Regions from separate parts of the Hordeum vulgare genome. Here region 2 is linked to region 1. Evidence: chromatin contacts called from public Hi-C data. All regions are on one chromosome and are shown on one strand. The core of a region is the stretch at or near the end of the contact, and the rest is flanking DNA. Distances in the headings are between cores, read along the strand shown.

Region 1 (6,582 bases), core at 2,144-4,643:
GGGCAAGGCTGTCGTGGAGATCCAGGACGGGATAGGGTAATAGCACGCGGTGGTTTACCCAGGTTCGGGGCTCTCCGGATAGATAATACCCCTACTCCTGCATGTTAGAGGGAGGAGAGGGAGTTGAGTGCTTCCTTCCTTAGCCTCATGTATGTGTGAGAGGGAGAGTGAATGGAGTCCCTAAGAGGGCACATAGTGAGCCTCTTATATAGACATGGAATGGGTGGCTTGACATGTAAGCTACACTGGGTAGCTTACATGTCAAGTTGCTCGGGATATAAGCTATAATGGGTAGCTTACATGCCAAGTTGAACGTAGCTTGAGAGCTAGGTTGTGCTTGTCCCCTGGGGCGCTTTATAAACCAACCCCCAGGGGACAAGTTACACTATATATGGAGTTGCATGACGTTGGTCGTCTCAACCGCGCGTGTCCCATGGGACGTCGTAGTTGACTCCGGGCAGCCGGCTGGTCAGAGCAGCCGATCGGGGGTGGGAACCGGAGCAGCTGGCCCAGTCAGGCGGGCACTCCGTCCGAATCGTCATCTTTGGGGTACCCGGGGATCATCCCCCCGACACCCGGGTAGGCAGTAAAATCCTAAAAAGGAAAGAAATATTTTTTTTAAAGAATATGAATGTTTATGTCGACAAACACGCTTGAACGCTCTACTTATGCACAAAGTATTAGAGCATCTCCAGCCGTTCGCCCCCAAGGGCCTGAAATAGCGCCGCTTGGGGCGAACCGGCACTAAATTCGGCATGGGGGGGGGATCGGGTTCCCACCTGACCTCCAAGGTCGCCCCCAGCAGATGCTTTTGGCCCAATTTCACCGAAAATTCGGCCCGATTTTGGCTCACTTTTGACACAAATTCAACAAAAACTATTTTTATGACAAAGTTCATCACTGAAATCAATACAAATCAAATAGTTCAACAAAGCAAGCTCATCATAATTCAAACACAAATTAAAACAAATCGAACTAGGTATTTCCTTTGAGCCTCCATAGGTGCTCCACCAGATCGTCCTGCAGTTGTTGATGCACCTGTGGGTCTCGGATCTCCTGACGCATATTGAGGAAGGCAACCCATGTTGCCAGTACCACGTGATCAACAACTGCAAGAGGACCCTGACTAAAATATGGTTCAGTGTCAAACACTCGCTCTTCCTTCTCGATCTCAATGATCATGTTGTGCAAGATGACACATCAATTCATCACCTCCCACATGTGAGATTTCGACCAGGTCAGAGAAGGCTACCGGACAACAGCTAATCGAGATTGGAGCACACCAAATGCTTGCTCGACATTCTTCCTGCAAGCCTCCTAACACTTAGCAAAGTGTGACTTCTTGCCTCCTGGCACAGGGTTTGAGATATTCTTCACAAATGTCGACCATCTCGGATAGATACCATCCGCTAGATATAGTATCTCTTGTTGTAGTGGCACCCATTGAGCTCGAAGTTCATCGGAGGAGCATGACCTTCAACAAGCTTTGCAAAGACATTCCAACACTGTCGTACGTTGATTTCATTGTGAGTTCCTGGCATGCCAAAGAAGGAGTGTCAAATCCATAGGTCCTACGTGGCCACTGCCTCAAGTACCACATTGCAACCTCCTTTGGTGCCTTTATACATCTAGTGCCAAGAAAATGGACATTTTTTTCCATGCCCAATTCATGCAGTCGATGCTTCCAAGCATCCCAAAAAATCCTCTTTCTGCACTCTGTGCTAGGATCCGAGCAGTGTCTTCAGCATTGGGTGATCGCAAGTATTGTGGCCCAAACACTGCCACCATTGCCTTGCAGAACTTGTACAAACATTCAATGGTGGTGGGCTCAACCATGCGTCCATAGTCTTCATGTATATCACCGGGATCTCCGTACGCAAGCATCCTCATAGCTGTGGTGCACTTCTGGAGTACCGTACCCGTGCAATCCTTTTTGCAAATGAAATAGCTGTCCAACTCCCGGATGGCATTTCGGCCCATCCGATAACGACGTCAAAATACTTTCTCTCCATGCAGAGGAGCGTCGGCAAAGTAGTTGGTGTAGAGCACGCAATAGCCCTCCCGACGCCGAGCCACCTCGCTGCGGCTTGGCAAAGTTCGCGAAGAGGCCGGCCAGCGCGACGAGGATCATGAGGTGTTCTTCATCGACGTGTCGTCCTCGACTTCCTCCTCCATCAAAGCCACGAATGCGTCCTCGTTGTCTGAGTCCATGTCCGTGCCGGCAAATTGCCGAACACCTCGCGGGCATGGTGGGTGGGAAGCCGTCGGTGAATGGTCTGAAAAGCTCGCCCAAGAGAGTGGGATGGATGCTGCCATGAAACCGGCGAGGAAATGACCTTTTCTACCAGCGGGGTAGCGGCTGTGGGCAGGTGGGCAGCACCGGGATTGGCATGACGGCGAGGCTTCCTGTGGCGCGGGAGGGCGAATCTGGCGGAGGAAAGGCGTTTCTCGCCTGACAATGGCGTCCCACACGCCACTTTTCCTTCCGCCGGACCACCCAACTGCCCCCCCAACGCGCTAGGTTTGGCCTGGGATCGTCGACCCATAAAATGGGCCCAACCGGCCAAAAACGATGCCCTGGGGGCGCGACTAGGAGGATTTTTTACCGCCAATGTCTAAAAAGGGGCCTGGGGGCAGGGACGGAGCCAGCATGCAAGCATAGGAGGGGCAAGTTTGTTCATGGAGGGGGCAAGGTTCATATGAATTGAATTTTTTTACCACAACAACCATTATCATTGTAGAAAAATTAATTTGTTAGGGGGGTTCTAGCCCCCCCCCCTCCCCCCTAGAATCGTCCCTGTCTGGGGGAGGGGGGGGGGCTGTTGGGGGCGCGAGTGGAGATACCCTTATGAAGAAATAATATTCATGGTGAGAAAAATCAGTCTCCAATTTTTTTTACAAAATGACCATTTAAGAGCATCATTTTCTTTCTAGAGCAGAAACAAGTTCAATTCACTTTCACAAAAATTTACACATAGCTACAACATGCAACCATGTTTGTTCCAAACAAATTTGAAATATTTAATATTTCTTTAAATGTTATTGTTCACACTGATGCATGTGAAGTCAGAGAGAAATAATCTACGTCCACATCCCTATCTTCAAATTGTGCAACGAGCCAAAGCAAAAGCAAAAGAAAACAGTTGCTGTCAAACAAAAAAAAAAAGCAAACCTAAACTGTGAACTTTATTATTTACACCGGTGCATGCGTACTCAAAGAGAAATAATCCGAAAGTCTGGAAAAAAGGCAAACCCAAACTGTGAAAAAATGAAAAATAAAACGAAAAAAATTGGGGCATTCCGAGAATTGAACTCGGGACCTCTCGCACCCTAAGCGAGAATCATACCACTAGACCAAATGCCCTTCTTGCTACACTCTTCCTAACAGCTTATTCATACCAAGAACTGGGATCATCGCTGCCACGCGGACCCGGTTCCTGCCCCGTCGACTTCAATCCCTACTCCATTCCCCTCTCCTCACGTCGCGCCGCCGCCGCCGCCGCCGCCTCGTCCTACTTCGTCCACCGCATGTTCGTACTGCTGCAGTAGTTGAGGGACGACGTCGTGTTTGCACGGTCTTTCAAATCGCTGGATCTCGCGGGTGCGGAGCCCTTTTTCGCCATTCAAGGAAGTTTCTTTCGACGGAAACATGCGGTTCAGGGCGACGGTGATGAGCGGCTGCTGCTGCCGTGCGATGCGCCGCGGGCTTCTTTTTGCAGGCAAACCGCCGCGCCTAATTCTGGCAAACGTGGGGAGCAGAGCAGCATTTCCTGCAGTGAGGTAGAGCAGGGTGTCTCTTCTCAACTTCGATGAGGATGGAAGATGCTCCTGAATAGCAGCGCTCTCTGATGATGCGGTTGACATCCAACTCTTCATGACAGTCGCAGAAGCTCATCGATTATTTATTTCGTTCTGAGAAGAACCTCATCATTATTGGGTATTTCGGAGATGAAGGCCATTAAGTATTGTTTGTCAGTATACCTTGTGCACGACCGACTAGATGATGCCTGCGCCTTTTCTCCCTGTTATGGCCTGCCAAGCAGAATTACCGCACTCATGACGGTAACCTATCTTTGTTCGGCCTGATTTCAACTGCATATGGTGGATTCAAGTATGTGGTCTAGTTTTTCACTAATTGATTCCATTTCACATGGCCAAGATTGCAGATCATTGTGTGGTGGATCTTGTCACAGGTGGCCACGACATGCCAGTATGCCAGGGCAACTCCAAGAGGTGGACAGTTCATGACCTGAACTAGGTGAGCACATTCCTGGAGGTTGAGTCAACTAGCAGACCTTACTATCTTCTTATTTCTGCCCCCTTGACCTCTATCAAGCAGAAAATGGGACACCCGTGCGGTTTATTCTGCCTGGAACAATCGGAACATGGCATCGAAGCATGCTTGCAGAATTTTGATGCATGGGTCGTGGATCATTCTGTAGATAGCGAGCGGTCCTCCAACAAACGCAAATTCCACAGCTCACATTTCTTTTCTTTTGGTTGCTGCGTATCAGTCGACAATGTAGATTAATTCTGAGTAATGTTAAACACTCGTGCATATGCTTTGCCACCAATTGTAGGGGCATCGCCTGTTTGTAAGCTCACTTATTGATGCCTGTTGCACAAACAAGATGAAACAACATAGACTTGTCTATGACACTAACAGCTACGCCATATAACTGTAGCGCAAAACTTGCTCCATATTGTTTAGATGATCACTGGCTTCGCTTCCATTGGCTTTGTGATTCTCAACTATAAATGGAGTGCGCCTGAAGAGCTGAACGGTATGCAACTTTTCTTCCTTCCTCTTCTCTTCCATCACTCATTCACACCAACCATCACAAATATGTCTTGCCGTCTAAGATCTACAAGTCTGCCTTCTAGGCCTCATTTTAGTGAAATCAAAGCAGAAGAAGAGTTGCACAGCCTAAAAACACGCTTCTGTAGGCAGCCTACTACCCTTGTCACACTGAATGATGGTTTGAGGAAGCTTGCACATGTCTACAACTGTGTTGAGGAGATTGTGCGCTTGCCAAGGAACCAAGTTGACCTCTGCTTGCCCCAGCAAAAGAAAATGGTGGAGAACGAACTGGAACAGTCCCTTGCGCTGCTTGATATCTGCAGTGCTATGCAAGTGAACTTTGCCGAGTTGAAGATGAGTATCCAAGAGCTGCAACTAGCCCTTAAAAGAGGAGATCATGCCACTGCCAATCTCAAAATTGAGTCTTTCTTCCGTTCAGCAACGAGTATGCAAAAGCATTTCAAGAAATACAGCAGCAAAGCTACTCCTGAAGGTCTCAGCCTTGTCAGGCTACTAGCAAAAGCCAGAGAGATAGCTGTCTCCCTACTTGAATCTGCATGATACCTCATGCCCAAGCAGATTGCCACATCCAATTCTAGCAAATGGTCTCTGGTATCCAAAGGTTCCAGAAAATAAAAGTTGTATGCGAGGAGGGTCAGCTACAAGCATTAGAGTGCAGAATTGGAGGCCTTGAGAATAGTGTACGGTTTCGTTCAGGAGATTGATCCAGACTAGGGTCTCTCTCCTGAACATTCTTAGCTCATCCATATGCCTTGCTGCTCTGGCACCCTATGAATGGCATCCACCTTTTAAGGGGTTTGCCAACCTTGTGTAAGTCTATGTAGTGTGTATGCTGAGACCACATGCACATATTACTGGTAGACTAAAAGGAAAAATGCGTTCAGGGGCGAACCCAAGATCGAATTTTAGAGGGGGCAAAGATGTGTTAATTGAGAAAAAAAAATCTTTGCTAAGTGGGCGCAAATCACTATTTAACTTGATATATTACAAAGACACAGAAAATTGAGTAGGGGCAGCTGCCCCCATTGCTTGAATTCTGGATTCGCACCTGAATGTGTTTATCATGTTTATGTTGCCAATGATCCTTTATACGTACTTCTGAATTCTGACTCTGGTGAAATGCGATTTTTCTTATTCCTGGCTAAATACTCGTATCTTCAGCATGACAATACTTCTCATATGTGGTCTGTAGGTTTTAACCGGGGCTATTGTGATATTGTCACTTAATGCTTTTACCTCATATTTTTTCTGTACTTGCATTAAGCTTATTATTCTGTGATTGATTTTCTCTACATGCATGAGTACGTAAGATCCAGGCTATGTGTGTAGACTCTTTATTAGACTGAATAATAAGAAAGAAGAGAAAACTTGAAAAACTAAGAAATGTGCAGGAACCAGACTTAAGCACATTCTGCCTATGACACAGATACTTTGCTTTTCATTGAAAGTTTACAGTCTTACGATTTATCAATTGTACTTTTAATATGGTCAAAGATGCTGATCCTTTTATGATGGATCTTATTGTAGGTGGATGAAACTTGTCAGCACTAGTCCCTGAGGTGTTGAGTTCATGCTTATCTTGAAGCCTACGTGGCCCAGATTAGCATTGAACACGTTTTTGGAGGTTGTTCGTGTCAACTTTTCCTCTCATGAACTGCGATTCTTGCTCACCACCTTATAGCAGAAAACAACTCTGTGTACTCGTGCAGTCCGTATTGTCGGGCATAATTTAAACATCAGACTGGCAATACCAAATAGCA
Region 2 (6,582 bases), core at 2,040-4,539, 260 kb before region 1:
TGGCCTTAATTGGTTGTGCCTCGCAATGGCCTTGTTAAAGGCATTGTTTTGAGAGCGGGGACTATCGTCATGGTGAAAATCCAAGATCTACGATCAGGTGACGACGGCGTTTGTGCACCGTTTTCTTCTTTGAGGCGTTGCTTTTGAAGAACTTGGACTTTAGGTGTTGCTTTGGTGGTGGTTGTACTATTGCTGCAAGGGCTAAAACTATGTAGCGGTGCTTTTCTTTTTGCCTTTTTTAGTTTTCTTCTTCTTTGTTTTTTGGTTGTGTGCATCTATAATGTCACTGGGTATTGCGTTGTTGCAGAGGTTGCATATAATTGGTATCTTTGCAATATTAATATATTCCTTTTATCGAAAAAATTAATTATTTCAAGAAGGTCTGGCAAAAACATACATCAAGCCACGTGAAGCCACTGTTCACACCATCAAACTTGATAATGTGGAGTGCTCTTACTCCTCATATCTAAAACTGATGTTGTCGCCGATCCATCCATATAACGTATCGGAACCAACAATCGGTGTAGCAGACCTAAAGCGTATACCAGATGCACACGTTTTAAAAGTCGCCATCATCATCGAGTTGTCCCATCTTGAGGAAAGAGATCTATATCATCATTGCCAATTCGGTCATCCGTTGATGCCACCACGGCGCCCAACGGTGCGACCAACCTATGCACGTCCAACCTGACACGGAGACAGGAAGATCTGTCGTGTGTAGCACCTACCGAACAGGCATGACACCGTGTAGCACCTATCGGACACGCATGACTTAACATCTCAATCGAAGCTCCGTTCAAGACGAAGCTGCTCCACCTCCTGCCTCTGTCTTCCAGCGATGCTCCACAAAGATACTCCCAAGAGAGAAACAACAGCGTAGTGTAGCCATCGTTCGATCTGTAAGACCAGATCCTAGGGTTTCCTCCAGAGCAGCACGAGTGAGTCGACAGCAATTACACGACGATGTCTTCATCAAGGTAACAGCGCAGAATGTCGTTATCGCATGCCGTCGGTTCGGTTTTCACAGGTAACTATGTCTCCCCGACTCGCAGTCGGGATTAAATGACGGATCTCAAGATCCAACCATCCAGTCTCAGGCCGGCCACCTCCGATGGAGGAGATGACCACCATCGCCGACTACACCGGCCAGATCAGATCTAACCGGAGGTGTCGTCGAGCAAACCATTAGGCCCTCAACACCGCCGCTGATCCAAAGCCAGATGATGCGCCACTGCGGCATAGCCAGCTGACCGCATCACGCCGCCGCCCGAATCGGGCCAGCCGCCACACGTTGTGCCTTCACACGTGTAAAAGCCCCGCACCACACCTGAAACGCGGAAGTGAGGGAGTCCCCCGCCATCATCATCGGCCCTCGAACGCAGGGACGATTCTAGGGGAGGACCTAACAAATTGATTTTTCCACTATGATAGTGGTTGTTGTGGTCAAAAAAATTCATTTCATATGAACTTTGCCTTCTCCATGATCAAATTTGCCCCCCTATACTTGCATGCTGGCTCCGTCTCTGCTCGGACGTAGCCCGATGACGAGAAGGAAGGGGAGGAGGATGCGTCTCCCTAACGGCTACGGTTTGAACCCCGCCTGAGTCACGCTAGCGGGGACAACACTGGCCCTAGGCCAGATGTCCTTGGTCACTAATGGCCCCCCGTCGGCACTGTTTGGGCAATCTCTTCACTGTTTGATCCCCATCATCATTCATCATCTTATAACTCCTCGAATCCACTTCGTGCGTGCGTGCGTGTTCGTCTATCTGTTCAGGGACAGTGTCAGGCTGTCGGGATGCCTCTCAGATCAGTTGTCTCCAGTGTTTCCCGTTCGGGTTTACAAGCACTAGGTCAAACGTCCTAAAAGTCGAATAGCCTTTTCGTTTCCCTTTCTACGTACAACATATGCACCCTGTTGAATGTGCACATGTGATGCATGGCAACTGCTGGTAAAAATTTGGTGTTAAGGAATCTACTCTAGTTTTCTTTGAGCCGAGTTGTAGCAATTTTCTTAGAACCAATGAGCCAAATGATGGCACTGCTCATGCTCTCAGCACGTCAGAGTCAGACCCGTCTGAATATGTTTCTTCCTGGGCTGCACTTTTTCAGCCGTCATGAGAGAGACGTCCAGTCCAGAATAGGACTTGTGAGCCGGTTTGGGACAAAGCTTTCTCACAGCGGTGCATGCACGCACATCCTGTAGATTTGCGATATGGCTCGAGATTCTGTTGCCGGCCAAGTCAGATGGAGCGCAAACTGCTGGGAGGATCGACGTGCAAGGAAAAGTTTCCACAAACAATGACGCCATGTAGTGCGTCATCCTTCCGGTTGAGATCTTTTCCTCTTAATTTGCGTTTTCGTGGCAATGGAGCCTAGCAATTACTCCTAGTACGTACTCTACTAAGCAGCTGCTACTTGCCCTAGTAGCAGTAGTAGTAGTAAAGAGAAGTCAAGTGTTGTCGTTTCATGTGGCCGAAAAGAATTGGACAAGGACGTGCGTACAGCTCATGTCTTGCCTCTCTTTTTTTCTTCTTTTTTTCTTTTTGGAAAGACCTGGAGCTCGTACTAAGAATTGGGATAATATCCCATCCGTCGTCTAGGCTAGGCTATAGGGCAGGCTTAGACGTGCTGTTTCTGGGCCCGCAGAGCACTGTTAGTTTTAGATATCGGAATTAATATCGTCGAAATGACACTAGTTCTTGATCGGTGGATATGCATGCTATGTAGCTCGATGTCTAGCTAGCTAGGAGTACAATAGATGAGAACACTGGTAGAAGAGGCTCGTGAGATGAGAGATCGAGAGCGACAGGGCAACCACCGCCCCTATCGTGCTTTACGATTCGGGAACAGTGCGATCTGATCTGACTCCAGATCGAGCACCGGCAGGCATACGAGTCGAATCACCTTTTAGCTCACACCAGTGCACCTTTCCATGCCTGACCTGACAGTCACCATACATTCGTTCTCCTTTTCGAATTCTTCCAATATTTTCGTCTCAAGAAATCGTAAGTTCTTGCTCTTATTAATAGACATCTCATCAACAACGGATCCGCTTCTACTGAGCGCACATGCATGTGTGGGCTTCGGGGCGGCAAGATAAGGGAGGGGTGGAGAAGACATCCGTGGACAAAACCCAACATTTGTTTCATGTGCAGAGTCTTTCCTCGTTCGCTTTCAAGGATCAACTGGTAGATTATCTTCAGGTAGGGGGTATCGCCAGGCCTATATGGAGTCGAGTTACACCAGGGATGGAAAGTTCATGGAATTTAGAAAGGCAAGGGGACAACGGTACATGTCCATGTCCGTCGGATGAAAGCTTCCATCTGTCCACAGCGTAAGGCTTCTATCAGTGACGATAGGTACGTAGTACAGTTTTCACGTCAATTTTCCAACCCAAGTCATCACTCAACTGCACATACATACCGGAACCGTCCGGAACAAGGCAAACAGCCAAACAGCCACACACCAGTAAAACTCGTGTGTTCCAAACCGGGCGGAACATTTTCAGTCACAGAGATACAACCAAGGCAAGTTTCACGATCATGCTCCATAAATCCATAGGAGCTGGATGCTCGTCCCAGAGAGAATGATTTGATTTCCTCAGAAGAACCAACATGCGGCAAAATGGTACGTACATCTATACAATTGAATCACTCTCACAACTTACAAGCCTCGGTCTAAGCGAATAACTTACCGCCTAGGCAAAAAGAAAATAAATTAAAGAATGATGTGGTACAATACTATTCCTAGTACTCCCTCCGTCCAAAAATAAGTATCTTAAACTTAATACAACTTTATACTAGTTTTAGTATAAAGTTGAGACAGTTATTTTGGGACAGAGGGAGTAGTACAGCTCTTAACTCAGACTCCTCGCTCTACATTGCATCAGGGTGTGCCTAATTTACATACCTCCTGATATACAGCTGTACATATTTAAGTGGGGGGGAACACCGACCAATCCCTGGATCCAACTTTGCGCTGTCAAAATCCATTCGGGCAAAACTGCGGCCCAGGGAGCCTCATGCCACGTCACCGAGGAAATGGCGCAGGCTCATAGAATTTCAAAAGGTGTATCAAGATGGTCTCACCATTTCGGTCAAAGTTGGTAAATGAACGAGGCTTGCTCCTTGCGACCCTTCTCATGGATGTCTTCTATGAGCTTATGAAGCTCTGGGAAAAGTGTCACGAGCACCTGTTCTATCATTGCATAAGTGAGCTGCTTCACGCACACAGTGGACTGCAGCACAGCATGAGGATCATGGAAATCAGAATGATATCACATCATACCGCTGTTCCGGTGCTAGGTTTTGGATTTTTACTTACCTGCAGGAAGTAGTAGATGTCCCTTGCACTGCGCTGATACTGCTTGTACCCAATTATGCTGACTAATGTAGATGGAGTCCCACCTGGACAGGACGTCAAGAATTAGGTTAGTTGGACCACATGTATTGACCAGAATTTTGCGTATTCGTTGCTTCTATCACATATCTGAATTTGCACCCAAACACCGCCCAATGTTTGCAGTGTAGATTCAGAAATAGAAAAATTACAAAAGCAATTTGGCAAAATATGCCAATAGTAGACTCACCTAAAAGAAGTTTTTTAACTTCACTGGCATTTCTAGATGCCTCCAGTTGAAGCTCAAAAGAGCTTGTGTTGCTCTTTCTGTTGCCAATAGCCTCATCGGCACTCCCTGATGGGTGCTTGTCAAATTGGCTGCTACCCGCATCTCCTTGAAATCCATCCAACTTGGTGAAGAATACACCATTAGGCCAGAGGGTCTGTAGAATGGAAAATCTGTTAGTTACACAAATGGAATACCAGAGTAGTTATCCATTAGGTACAACCATCTAAAGCACTCTTAGTTCTGGCACGCACCTACACTGGGACACAATTATGGTCCATATGACAATAGTGACATTTTATATTGGAACCTAGCATATAAGAATAATTTGCTAATTACTTTGGTAATTGGTATTTATGTTATGCTATCGTTCAGCAAAAAGTGATTTGGTACCAAGTAACAATTTGCATTATTGTGCTATATGAAACTTCTTTTCTAGTTGGAACAACTTTTTAACATGGTTTCATGCAGATAATACAGCAAATTTTAGTCTGGCAATGGAGAGGGTATTAGAACACTTCAGTTCAGAGAAAAAGTATTACAGTGCCTCCTTACATCTTGAATCCAACGGATTCCTTGTATAATGACCTCATCTCGTCGGAGCCAATTGATCTGTCTTATAATCCAATCATCAATCGCATCTTCCATGACTAATTGTAAGATTTGTTTTGATATCCAGAGAACTTGTTTTCTGCAGATAACATAATTAACAAGTCAAACACAATATTTTGCAACTGAAAGATAGAAACAATTGGATTGTAGGAGTGTTGTGAATCCAATGATGGATGGTGAAAATATATCTGACTTGCGCAGAAATATCAAACAATTCCTGAATAAACAGTGGCATATTTGCACAAACTTCCCTCTCGGATTCCATAATGATGCTAATTATCATAGAACCAAAGTATGTGAAGTGATAGGTATCAATGATATCTAGCTATTGGCCCAAACAGCTCCTATCCCGATCCTCACGGTGTCTACAATACTACATTTACTTCACTCATGGCTATGTAACAAAAAGTAGAAAACTAGCAGGCAAAATATATAGAAGCACTAGAAAAAAAGTTTATGAAAAAGAAATAGTGAACCTTATCCAACCACGCCGCTTTAGTTGGAACACTTTGTCTACCAGATTCAATAGAGGCACGCTGACATTTGTTGGCATCCACTGCCAAATGAAAAGAGAAGTTTTAGGACAGAAACGAAAATCTTTTAGAACAGAAATTTCCTGCAATTTGAATTAAAAATATAGCTACATAGTGGAAATACGTACCTCGGGAGGAATTCCTGATGGATCTTCACATGGCTTTATAGATGACATGTTTGTAGAATCCGAATTTGCCCTTGCAGTTTTTTCTATGTGTTGGCTTACTTGTACATCACAACCAGTTGCTTCATTGTGCTTAATATCACTTGAAGTGTACCCTCCATTGTTCAATTCATTGTCCGAGTGGCATGCACTATTTACAGATGAGGGGCGATCTTCACAGTTACTATCAGCATCAGAGAGACTATGCGAACTTCCCAAGTTTCTATTCTGCAAATTCTGATTATCTGTCTCTTCCTGGTTCCAAGATAGAGACATCCTATTATCTGCCAAGTGTGAATACGGTGCGCTAGGGGACGATGTGCCGACCGCGCGTTTTAGACCATCTGAAACTCCTTTAACATGTCGAACGATGTCATCCATGGCATCATCAACGTTAACTGGTGATGCAAAATAAATAGATAAGTATCTTGAGTGAGAAAATATTAAATACACGAGCTCGTAATTGTGAAAAAAAAAGAATGAGAAGAGATACATACCAGCCAAGGTTTTGATAACAGAGGTGGATTTTCCAGCTGAGTAATTCTACGAAATGAAAAAATAATAATGAAGCTCATTGAATCACAGGAAAGTAACACAAAATTATGTGTTCATTCTTTCTCCTGTTAAAGAGAAGGCACAAAGAATT

The links. A called contact is a pair of places that touch in the nucleus more often than the background predicts.
Region 2: a Hi-C map of seedling shows a contact between it and region 1, with 2.6 times the contacts expected there. The contact joins the enhancer-like site here to the promoter of LOC123448008 in region 1. A contact is called at or near these places in 3 of 6 Hi-C or Micro-C datasets (leaf and seedling).

The regions. Positions count from the first base shown.
Region 1 is chr4H:97,475,744-97,482,325 of MorexV3_pseudomolecules_assembly, reverse strand. It overlaps LOC123448008, which reads left to right and starts at 3,393. Exons shown (of 13, transcript XM_045124765.1): 1 at 3,393-4,062; 2 at 4,167-4,258; 3 at 6,350-6,446. It overlaps TRNAP-AGG (a tRNA gene), which reads right to left and starts at 3,364; the gene lies at 3,293-3,364.
Region 2 is chr4H:97,739,753-97,746,334 of MorexV3_pseudomolecules_assembly, reverse strand. It overlaps LOC123448013, which reads right to left. Exons shown (of 15, transcript XM_045124770.1): 9 at 6,434-6,479; 10 at 5,901-6,334; 11 at 5,716-5,795; 12 at 5,183-5,318; 13 at 4,592-4,784; 14 at 4,327-4,409; 15 at 3,536-4,195. The coding sequence ends at 4,100. Among protein-coding and RNA genes, the nearest start is that of LOC123448013, 15 kb to the right of the region's middle. Within about 2 kb of position 3,289, at least 3 of the 3 cell types and tissues checked have open chromatin away from gene starts, as enhancers often do. A contact at or near this core is called in leaf and seedling, where this site is marked.